Linked DNA regions of Mus musculus: region 2 is linked to region 1. Evidence: chromatin contacts called from public HiChIP or PLAC-seq data. All regions are on one chromosome and are shown on one strand. Each heading gives the region's core, a stretch centred on a gene start, on an enhancer-like site or on the middle of the called end of the contact. The rest is flanking DNA. Distances are from core to core; before and after follow the strand shown.

Region 1 (4,731 bases), core at 1,443-3,942:
CAAATCAATGTGCTATATTTAAAGACACTTTAATCACAGAATATGTTCTACAGATAAGAAAATTAAGTTCAAAGTTATATATAAGATCACACAGTAATTTGCAGAAAAACCAGAAAATTTCTTGCTCTTGGTTCATTGCCCACATATTCCATGGGCTTGAATGTAGGATGGAGTTTGAATACATACAAAAGGAATAAAGAACCAAAAGTTGTATTCAGTTCTTTGTCATTTTGAGATTGTAATTCTCCTTGGGGGTCCATTTTCTTTTAATCATTATCACCTCTGAGAGTTATCAGCTTGTATCTCAACCTTTGTTAATATCTAATGATTATGCCTGAGAACATGGGGGCACTAAACTGTAGTAGTTCTCTCTCTCTCTCTCTCTCTCTCTCTCTCTCTCTCTCTCTCTCTCTCCCCTCCCTTCCTCCCTCCCTCTCTCCTTCCCTCTCCTTTGTGAGTCTTGGCCATTTGTTTTACAAAAATGAAAAAGTTATATCAGAATAAACTCTCAATGTAGTAACATGTTGAATAATTAAATAATATAAGAGTGAAACAATACTAATTGCATTTTACTTTTGAAATATGTATGTATAATAGTTGAACTAAATTCTTGGTTAACTTATGTTCTCAAAATCATTAATAGTTTGAAGAAATAAAATTGTGTTGACCTATAATGGGAAAAGAGCCTATTTTACATTGGAAAAGTATTTGAACTTCTCTTTTAAATGACTGGATTATATTCTGAATAATACAGCGAAGGGCCTTTGTCATGTTGAACTTATACAGGTAGAGATAATTACTGGGTCATTTTTGTAGTTTACTGGGACTTTGTAGTTTTTATTCCTGACATATTTACTTAACTAATTCTGGTGATTTGCAGTAGCTCCCTTGGAATGTGTGTGAGCACAATATGCCCTCCGTGAATAATAACAACTTTGTTTATTATTCTTGCTTATTGTCTAAAAGGGGTCGATAAATGTCTGTGTCAGAAAATGTGTATGTAACTCTTAAATGTAACTTTGATCTTGAAAGAATACTTTTAATGGATATAGGATCATACATTGATAGTTACATCATGATGTTAGTTGCTCGATCGTGATTTCCATCACTTTAGTTAGGAAATTAACTTGCTTTTGTTTCTTTGAAGAGAAACGTTAATCCCAGGACTTCAAACCTCTTTCCTGTCTTGTTCACTCTCCTTGACTTGCGCGGTGTGTTTGAGGCTTCTGTCAAGTGTGGAAAGGTCTTGGCCATTAGCCCTTTTGTGTTGCTTCTAACTCCTTCCCCGGGTTCCTGCTCCCATGGACCGTCATGGCTGCGCAAGCGTCCTCTGCTTTCCTTGCTCTCTGGTTTCCTTTTCCTCTGTATTTCAGCGGGAACATTGTCCTGTGTCATATCACAGTTCTCTCTTCAGCCATGTCTAATGTCACTAAGTTCATTTGTTAAGCTGAAAGCTTCTCTGTTTCTCAATATGATACACAACAGGAAAACTTAATCAATTTCCGTAACATATAGAACAAACCGTCACGGAATAGCGGTACATATTAGGAACTACTGTGGAGCACTATATGCATTCCTGCCAAATCTTAAACCCTCTTGTCCCTGGAAGGAGTCGATATTTTGAATTTTATTGTAGTATAAACACCAAGTAAAATTTAAACTAGAGGACATGGCACTAAATAAGTCTAAAAAGACAAATACAAGGGAATGTCAGGGAGGGGAGACAGAAGTGGGTGGGTGGGGGAGCACCCTCATAGAGGAGGGGGTTAGGGGATGGGATAGGGGGTTTTCGAAGGGGAGACCTGGATAGGGGGAAACATGTGAAATGTAAATAAAGAAAATATCCAATAAAAAATGAAAACAAAACAAAACAAAAGACAAATACTATATGATTTTACCTACAGGAAATATAGAGCAGTAAAAATCATGAAGTGGAAAGCAGGTTGACTAGGGAGGAGGACCATAAGACTCACCATCCAGAACAGATGCAGGCAGGACTTCTGGTCTTACAAGAAAATGCCTTGGAGATGGTGGTGATGGTTACATGCATCGTGAGTGTAGGAAATGCTGCTCACCACTTAGACCTTAGCATGATTCAAAGCAAGGGGTGGGAAAGATGGCTTAGAAGTTAAGAGGATGCTCTGCTCTTGCAGGTGACTAGGTTTCCAGCGTTTACATGGTGGCACACAACCATTTGTAACAACTCCAGGTCCAGGGGGCTGTATGCCCTCTCCTGCCCTCCAAGGGCACCATGTACACACACAGTGCACACACACATCCAGGCAAAACACTCAACCATATAAAGTAAAAGAAGTGTGTCTTGGGTTTCTTTTGTGTGTGTGTGTGTGGTGGTGTTTGTTTTTGTTTTGAGACAGGGGCCCCAGCTGTCTTGGAACTCCCAGAGATCCACCTGCCTCTGCCTTCTAAGTGCTGGGATTAAAGACATGTGCCACCATGCACGGCCCAAGAAACACATCTTTTAAAAAAATGCTTAAAGTTGTCAAGTTTATACTATGTATCTTGCCATAATTAAAAATTGACAGAAACGAAACTATGGTAGAGATGATTCGAATCTAAAATTGGGCCACGCAAAAAGACTGATATTTGTGGTCACTTTTTGTGACTAAGAGGACATGGTGTTTGTTCAGCTTGACACTGCTGACAGAAGCCACATTGAGGTTGTTGAAGGCTGGTCTCTTGTTTGCCTTTACTCCTAACGGATATGCTTGCAATTTCTAGTTGTCAGCCTGGAGTAGCCGCCAGGGCTTCTACATGGAATATCTCAGTCTGTTCCTGCTCTTCCCAGGCTGCAAACTGCTCAGTTTTGCTTAGCTTATCTACCCTTTATCTTTATATCTTACCAGTGAACACCTCCCCCTGGAAAGTAGCATCAAATAATGGGGTTAGATTCTAACTTTTTTTTTTTAAAAGATTTTGGTCATCAGGATAATTGACTAACTTCATAGCTTTTTAAATCACCTTTTTAAAAAATGACTCTTGTGCCAGCAATATGACTCATGAGTAATGGCCCTCACTGTCGTGCCCGATGGCCTGCGTTCGATCCCTGGGACTTGCTTGGTAGAAGCTTGGTAGAGAACAGACCTCTGCAGGTTTTCCTCTGACCTCTAACAGAGCGCCACGGCACGTGAACTGTCCTCCCACCGCACAAATAAAATGGAGAAATAGAAATATATAGATAAATGATAACATTTTAAAAATGCATCACTTTTATGAAGTTCTTCGTACAGACCCCAGCAAATTGACTAGTTTAAACTTGGAGAGTATTAGTAACAATGCAAAACTGAGTGTCCACTCAGACTTAGCAGAGGCCCAGGTTTCTTCTTAGATTCTTTTCTCAGAATGAAAGATGGTTTTCTCGGACAGTTTGATTCCCGGTACGGTAGTGTGAAAGTCTTGTTCACATATCCTCCGACTCACCCTGGATAAATGAGTTACCTGTTAAAGCTCCTGTAATCCCGCAGTTCTGCTTTTCCTTCAGGCTTGAAAAGTTTTGGGTACAAAGCCTCCAGGAGCTCCGGATCGCTGCCAATCGCCTGCTCCCATGGAGACCGGTAGTACTTAGGAACGGCCGTCGTGTTAAACCTTTCAGGAGGAATTTCCTTCAGTGGTCCAGAATATCCTTTGGAAACAGGGCACAGGGAGTGAACAGAATGCCCTTCAGACACTAAACGCCAACCAACATCTTCTTGCCTTTACTGTTCGTGCTGGGGAGTTTGTGAAGGGCCCTTTCTATGAGTCACCAGAAAGTAGTAAACGGAAGTGGAGATATTTAAAAACATTTTAAAATTAAGGAATCTAAAAAAGGCGACACTTTATTATGGTTATTATTAATAATTATTATTATTTTATTATTTTAATGATTTGCGCTTTTCAAATCATATTGTTTTCCCTTGACTATAATTTGCATTCATTTAAGTAAAACTATTATTTTTTTATTATTAGGTATTTATTTCATTTACATTTCCAATGCTATCCCCAAAGTCCCCCACACCCACTCCCCCACACCCACTCCCCCACCCACCCACTCCCACCTCTTGGCCCTGGCGTTCCCTTGTACTGAGACATATAAGGTCTGCACAACCAATGGGTCTCTCTTTCCACTGATGGCCGACTAGGCCATCTTCTGATATATATGCAGCTAGAGACACGAGCTGGGGGGGGGGGGTGTACTGGTTAGTTCATATTGTTGTTCCACCTATAGGGTTGCAGATCCCCCCAGCTCCCTGGGTACTTCCTCCAGCTCCTCCATTGGGGGCCCTGTGATCCATCCAATAGCTGACTGTGAGCATCCACTTCTGTGTTTGCTAGGCCCGGGCATAGTCTCACAAGAGACAGCTACATCTGGGTCCTTTCAGCAAAATCTTGCTAGTGTATTCAATGGTGTCAGCGTTTGGAGGCTGATTATGGGATGGATCCCCGGTATGGCAATCTCTAGATGGTCCATCTTTTCGTCTCAGCTCCAAACTCTGTCTCTGTAGCTCCTTCCATGGGTGCCTTGCTCCCAATTGCAAGAAGGGGCAAAGTATCTACACCTTGGTCTTCGTTCTTCCCGAGCTTCATGTGTTTCACAAATTGTATCTTATATCTTGAGTATTCTAAGTTTCTGGGCTAATATCCACTTATCAGTGAGTACATATCATGTGAGTTCTTTTGTAATTGAGTTACCTCACTCAGGATGATGCCCTTCAGGTCCATCCATTTGGCTAGGAA
Region 2 (4,731 bases), core at 888-3,387, 330 kb after region 1:
TGTGTGTGTAGGGGAGAAGTTTGGAAGCCTGTTCCACAAAAGCTGGCAGTTGCTGATAGTGGTGGAGTCCAAGGGTCCCAGAAAACTGAGCAGTTGTCATAGGAGAGAATGGAATCTTTTTAGCCAAATTCCCCTCTGCTCTTGTGATGCGACCAAGCTCCACACTGCTGCTTGTGTGTCCTGGCTTAGCAGTGTGAAGGAAGCCCCTGTCTCTGTCATTTCAGAGGTTCCCCATTCACCTGTAGCTGAGCAGGCGGCCACACCCTGCTGTGGTCCCTTCACTGCTGAGCTGCTTTTAAAAAGCTGGCTGGCCTGTAGCCTGCTTCAGGATGGAAAGGGGAAATAAAACTGATAGCAATTTTAACCGTAAAAATCTAATTGTATGCGTGCATAGCTGACATTACATTTGACAGAAAAAAAGAAAACAGATTTGCTTCGAAAGGTGAGTGAGGGGTTGCACATTTTTTTAAAAAATATAAATAAAAGAGAGGTTTGAAAAATTACAGGAAGTAGCTAATAGCATCCTTTCATTTTTCTCTATGGTCTCTCCTACTAAAACTGATATCATGGCTAGGTTTTTGTTGTCTCTGTGTACAAGCTAGCTGTTTGGGGCTGGAGCTAACACCTAGCATAGAGACAGGGGAGTAGGCCCTGAAGAGAGGATGGGGAGGCCAGGACCTGCTGTGCACCCCACACCTTCTCCCCATGGTGCTGAGCCATGGGGAGCAACATCTGGTCTGGACAGGGGTGTTTAGGTAAGGAGGCATTCTTTACCCATGGCGCTTCTTGGCCTCTGAATGCCTACCCCTCTGTAGTCTTTCCACCAGAATTGATGCTTTGTCTATGAGAAACTTGGACATGTGGGCTCTGGACCACCCCGGAGTGGTTTTGTTTGTGTCTGTTAAGATGAACTCATAATATTGTTGAGATGGTTTGTAACACGGGGAGGATGTTTGAAAAACACTGAGGTGACTTCAGACTGGCCTGAGGTGAAAAGCGAGCTGGGACCAGCTGCAGGTGGTGAGCAGAGGCCCCCATGCCTCAGAACTGCTGTGTCTCATGTTTTCAGAGTGACTCGAGAAGGATGGATTTTCCTGTTAGATAGTATGTGCTTCTTCGTGGGACTCTCCCATGGGCTGCTTTAAGTTCAAATCTGAGTTTTGCATTTAGTTTGTAAGAAACTGAGCCACCACACCAGTTTCTGAAAGCGGACTCTCCTTTTATAGTCCCTCACTAAGCCTAGCCTGCCTTCACCAACAGACACTCCCCAAGCCCTGGTTACCAGGGCAGTGGTGTGAAGTTTGCAGCATGGTGGTCTGAGATCTGAAAGCGCACATTCCACGTTCTCTCTATAACCAAACCCCCTGAAGCTCCTATGTGCGACTTTGGCAGAAGACTAGAGAGACAAGTTGAAGGCTACAGCTAGTTGCTCTCAACTCTGTTCAGATCTCTCAGAACTATACCATTTCTAGCTAAGTGGCTTCATTTTTAAAAAGATCCCTGGTGGCTTTCTGTCTGAAATTTGTCTTGGTCTCTGTGCCCTGTCAATTCGATTTCTCCTTTTGTACTAAAGCAAGCAATATTTTATTTTTAACATGTCAGACAACAGTCTGCGTGTGCTTGGTGTTCTAAAATGTTCTGAGTCTTCGAAAAAGAGAAGGTCCTTTCCCTCCTGTTTGAATTGTATCTGGCCTTGTAAAGTTTCTAGATTTCCTGACTCTTTTGGAACGAGGAGGAAAATCTTTAAAATCACTCACTGGTTATTCATATCAAAGTATTGGGTTATTTTGACTTTTTGTCTGTTTTCAATGTTGATAAATTAGAATATTAGAGATGGGGCTGGCAGGATGGCTCAGCTGGTAAGCACTTGCCTTCATTTCCCTTTCCTTTCTTTCATTTCAAGTGCGAGAGCCTGAGCTCAGTTAGTAAGAATGCCACACCCCTTGACTGGCAGCCAATCTAGCATAATTGTCGAGATTATGGCCGAAGAGAGGCTTTGCCTCAAAGGATGTGGATAAAGTCCTGAGGGTGACATCCTGCGCTGTCTGCTGGCCTTCATACGCTCATAAAAGTACACAGTCAGTACGAAAGAAAGCAACTGTTTAGAAAGGTTAAAGATTCATGAGTTTGGAATTTTGTGGCTTATCTAACGTTTGCAGTATCACCCAGCCAGATTTACGCCATCACACAGGCTGGCTGCAGTGAGAGAGGGCGGCTGAGAAGCAGGAGAGTAAGTAAGGCCCGTGAATCCCCGACATCTTCATGAATTACAGAGCCCTTCCCGTCCCCACAGACAGAGAGCCCTTCCTGTCCCCATGTAGAATCCTTTATATACCCTAAAAAATTAAACAAAATTAGTCATGTGACTCTCAAAATTATACAGAACTAATGTGGTAAGGCAGAGTCTCTTCATGTGGTATAATTTATATGTTACAGGGTTGAGGAAATTTTAGGGCAGTTATAACATTGAAGGAAAGTTTTTTTTTTTTTTTTTTGTTTTTTTGACAGTTTTGTGTTTGTTCCTCAAAATAAAAAGCCTCGAGTCTGTGGAGATGAGTGATAACGGATGTGAGATGTTCTGATTAGATGCTTTGTAAAAAGGTTAATTTAGATCTTCAGTGATCTCTGTGGATCCCAGCCTGCTCCTCCCATCCAGAATGTGCCCAAATCCAGTGAGAGTGAGCGGTGTCAGTCTGGAGGAGTGTGTGTATGTGCATGCGTGTGTGTGTGTGTGTGTGTGTGTGTGTGTGTGTGTGTGTGTGTGTTGCTTTATTCGATTCCATTTTAACTATGAAAAGAGAATCAGTCACTCATGATTTATCAGACGTTTTTCCTTGTGTGATGAGAGGTTGCTGGGAGACAAAGGTGAACGAATGATGTCCTGGTGAACTGTTGGTCAGATAAACTCGTGCCTTGTAGCATTTGTTTATTGCACACGTCAGTATTTCTAGCCAGGCTGATTTTAAACCTGAGTTGCACCATCATGGCTTGCTTTGGACTTCTATTCCAAAAGCAGCAGAGAGAAGGCCTTTATTTTGGCTCGCAGCTTAAGGATATACAACTCCATGGCAGAGGAGGGAAGTTGGTTACATCGCATCTGCAGTCTAGAAGTAGCAAGAATGAATACCGCTATACAGCACTCTGGAGCCTCTCCCCCTCCCCCTCCCCCCTTCCCTCCTCTCCCTCTCCCCCTCCCTCAGGAATTGTTTTTAATTATGAGTATGTGCACATGTTCCCAAAGGCTTCTATAGAAAAGAACTTCAGATTTCCCTGTAGCTGGACTTACAGGAAATTGTGCTTGACGTGGGTGCTGGGAACTGAACTCAGGTCCTCTGCAAGACTGCTACATGCTCTAACCACTGAGCCATCTCTCCAGCCAAGCTTTGTCTTTTTTTTTTTTATCCAGTCTAGGACACCCCCACTCTTCCCAAGGAATATTACTCCCCACATTCAGGATGAGCCTTTGAGCTAATCTAGAGACTCTGTCACAGACATGCCTGAAAAATCTGTCCCTGGGTTGATCCCCAGGCCACTCAAGGTAACAACCAGGACTAACCATTACAGGCTGTGATTCGCCATCCCAAAGTCCAGCATGTTTTACCAGCGTGTAAATCATCTTCAACAAAACTCCCGTTTCTCCATTGCAGCAGACTCTGGAGTGGCCCAGGGCTCGGGGCAGGGGGATAACTCTAGGGCTTTCCCTTCCATTACCGTCCGACGGCACTGCACACTCAGAGTCCAGGAAAAGTGCTGTACAGGGATTTGGAAACTGAAATTACTTCTAGCTGGCGGCCTCAGGAGCTTTCACAGAGGAGGAAGAAGTTATGTCGGCTCTTGACAAGCGAGACTTTAATAATGGAGACAGAGAAAGCCCAGGAGCAGCACAGCATGGTCTCTGCAAGATGTAGCTTAGAGCAGCACGGCATGCAGCTGCTCGTGTGAAGTCACGCAGCTCAGGACATACGTGTGTGTACGTGTGTGTAGTTACACAGGTGCATATCTAGTCCATGGGGAATCTGACTTCTGAGAGCATTGCCCAGGTCCCAGATGGAGATGTGTGCTCCCTGCTTTTGCCACAGGTTATAAGAACCTTTTAAACTTTACCCATTTGATCAAAAGCACAATGAGGAAAGAAGCAAGACAGGGGAAAGTCAGCCCTTGTCAGCCTGTCCTCCAGCGTCTGCAGTGGGGCTGAGGGTTCCTTCTGAGATGTTTCTTTGTGGACACTTCCAGTCCCTTTTTTTACTTGCACTTGGGACTCTCATACACACACCACCACCACCACCACATGCACACATGCATATACCCCCCCACACACACATACCACACATACATGCACATACACCACACATACACACATGTGGCCCAATGTACACATATACATACCACACACACATGTACACATGCATACACCCCCCACACACATACACACACACACACACACACACACACACCTCATTCCTTGATTATTATTTGACAGTTTTTTAGCTTTGTCTTCTTTTCTTTTCAGGTATTTTCCTCGTTTACATTTTCAATGCTATCCCAAAAGTCCCCCATACCCACCCCCCCAATCCCCTACCCACCCACTCCCCCTTTTTGGCCCTGGGGTTCCCCTGTACTGGGGCATATAAAGTTTGCAAGTCCAATGGGCCTCTCTTTGCAGTGATGGCTGACTAGGCCATCTTTTGATACATATGCAGCTAGAGTCAAGAGCTCCGGGGTACTGGTTAG

The links. HiChIP or PLAC-seq counts read pairs in DNA pulled down with a chosen protein or histone mark.
Region 2: an HNF4G HiChIP or PLAC-seq map of pancreatic cancer cells shows a contact between it and region 1. The contact joins two enhancer-like sites. A contact is called at or near these places in 1 of 484 Hi-C or Micro-C datasets (cardiomyocytes), 1 of 115 datasets of contacts at active chromatin or transcription factors (pancreatic cancer cells) and 1 of 9 other capture datasets (adipose tissue).

What each region holds. Positions count from the first base shown.
Region 1 is chr3:123,010,144-123,014,874 of GRCm38.p6, forward strand. It overlaps Myoz2 (myozenin 2), which reads right to left. Exons shown (of 6, transcript NM_021503.2): 5 at 3,457-3,640. Among named protein-coding and RNA genes, the nearest start is that of Myoz2, 22 kb to the right of the region's middle. Within about 2 kb of position 2,693, at least 3 of the 459 cell types and tissues checked have an H3K27ac peak or open chromatin away from gene starts, as enhancers often do. A contact at or near this core is called in pancreatic cancer cells, where this site is marked.
Region 2 is chr3:123,336,909-123,341,639 of GRCm38.p6, forward strand. All of the region lies in intron 11 of Sec24d (Sec24 related gene family, member D (S. cerevisiae)), which reads left to right. Among named protein-coding and RNA genes, the nearest start is that of Mettl14, 47 kb to the right of the region's middle. Within about 2 kb of position 2,138, at least 31 of the 459 cell types and tissues checked have an H3K27ac peak or open chromatin away from gene starts, as enhancers often do. A contact at or near this core is called in pancreatic cancer cells, where this site is marked.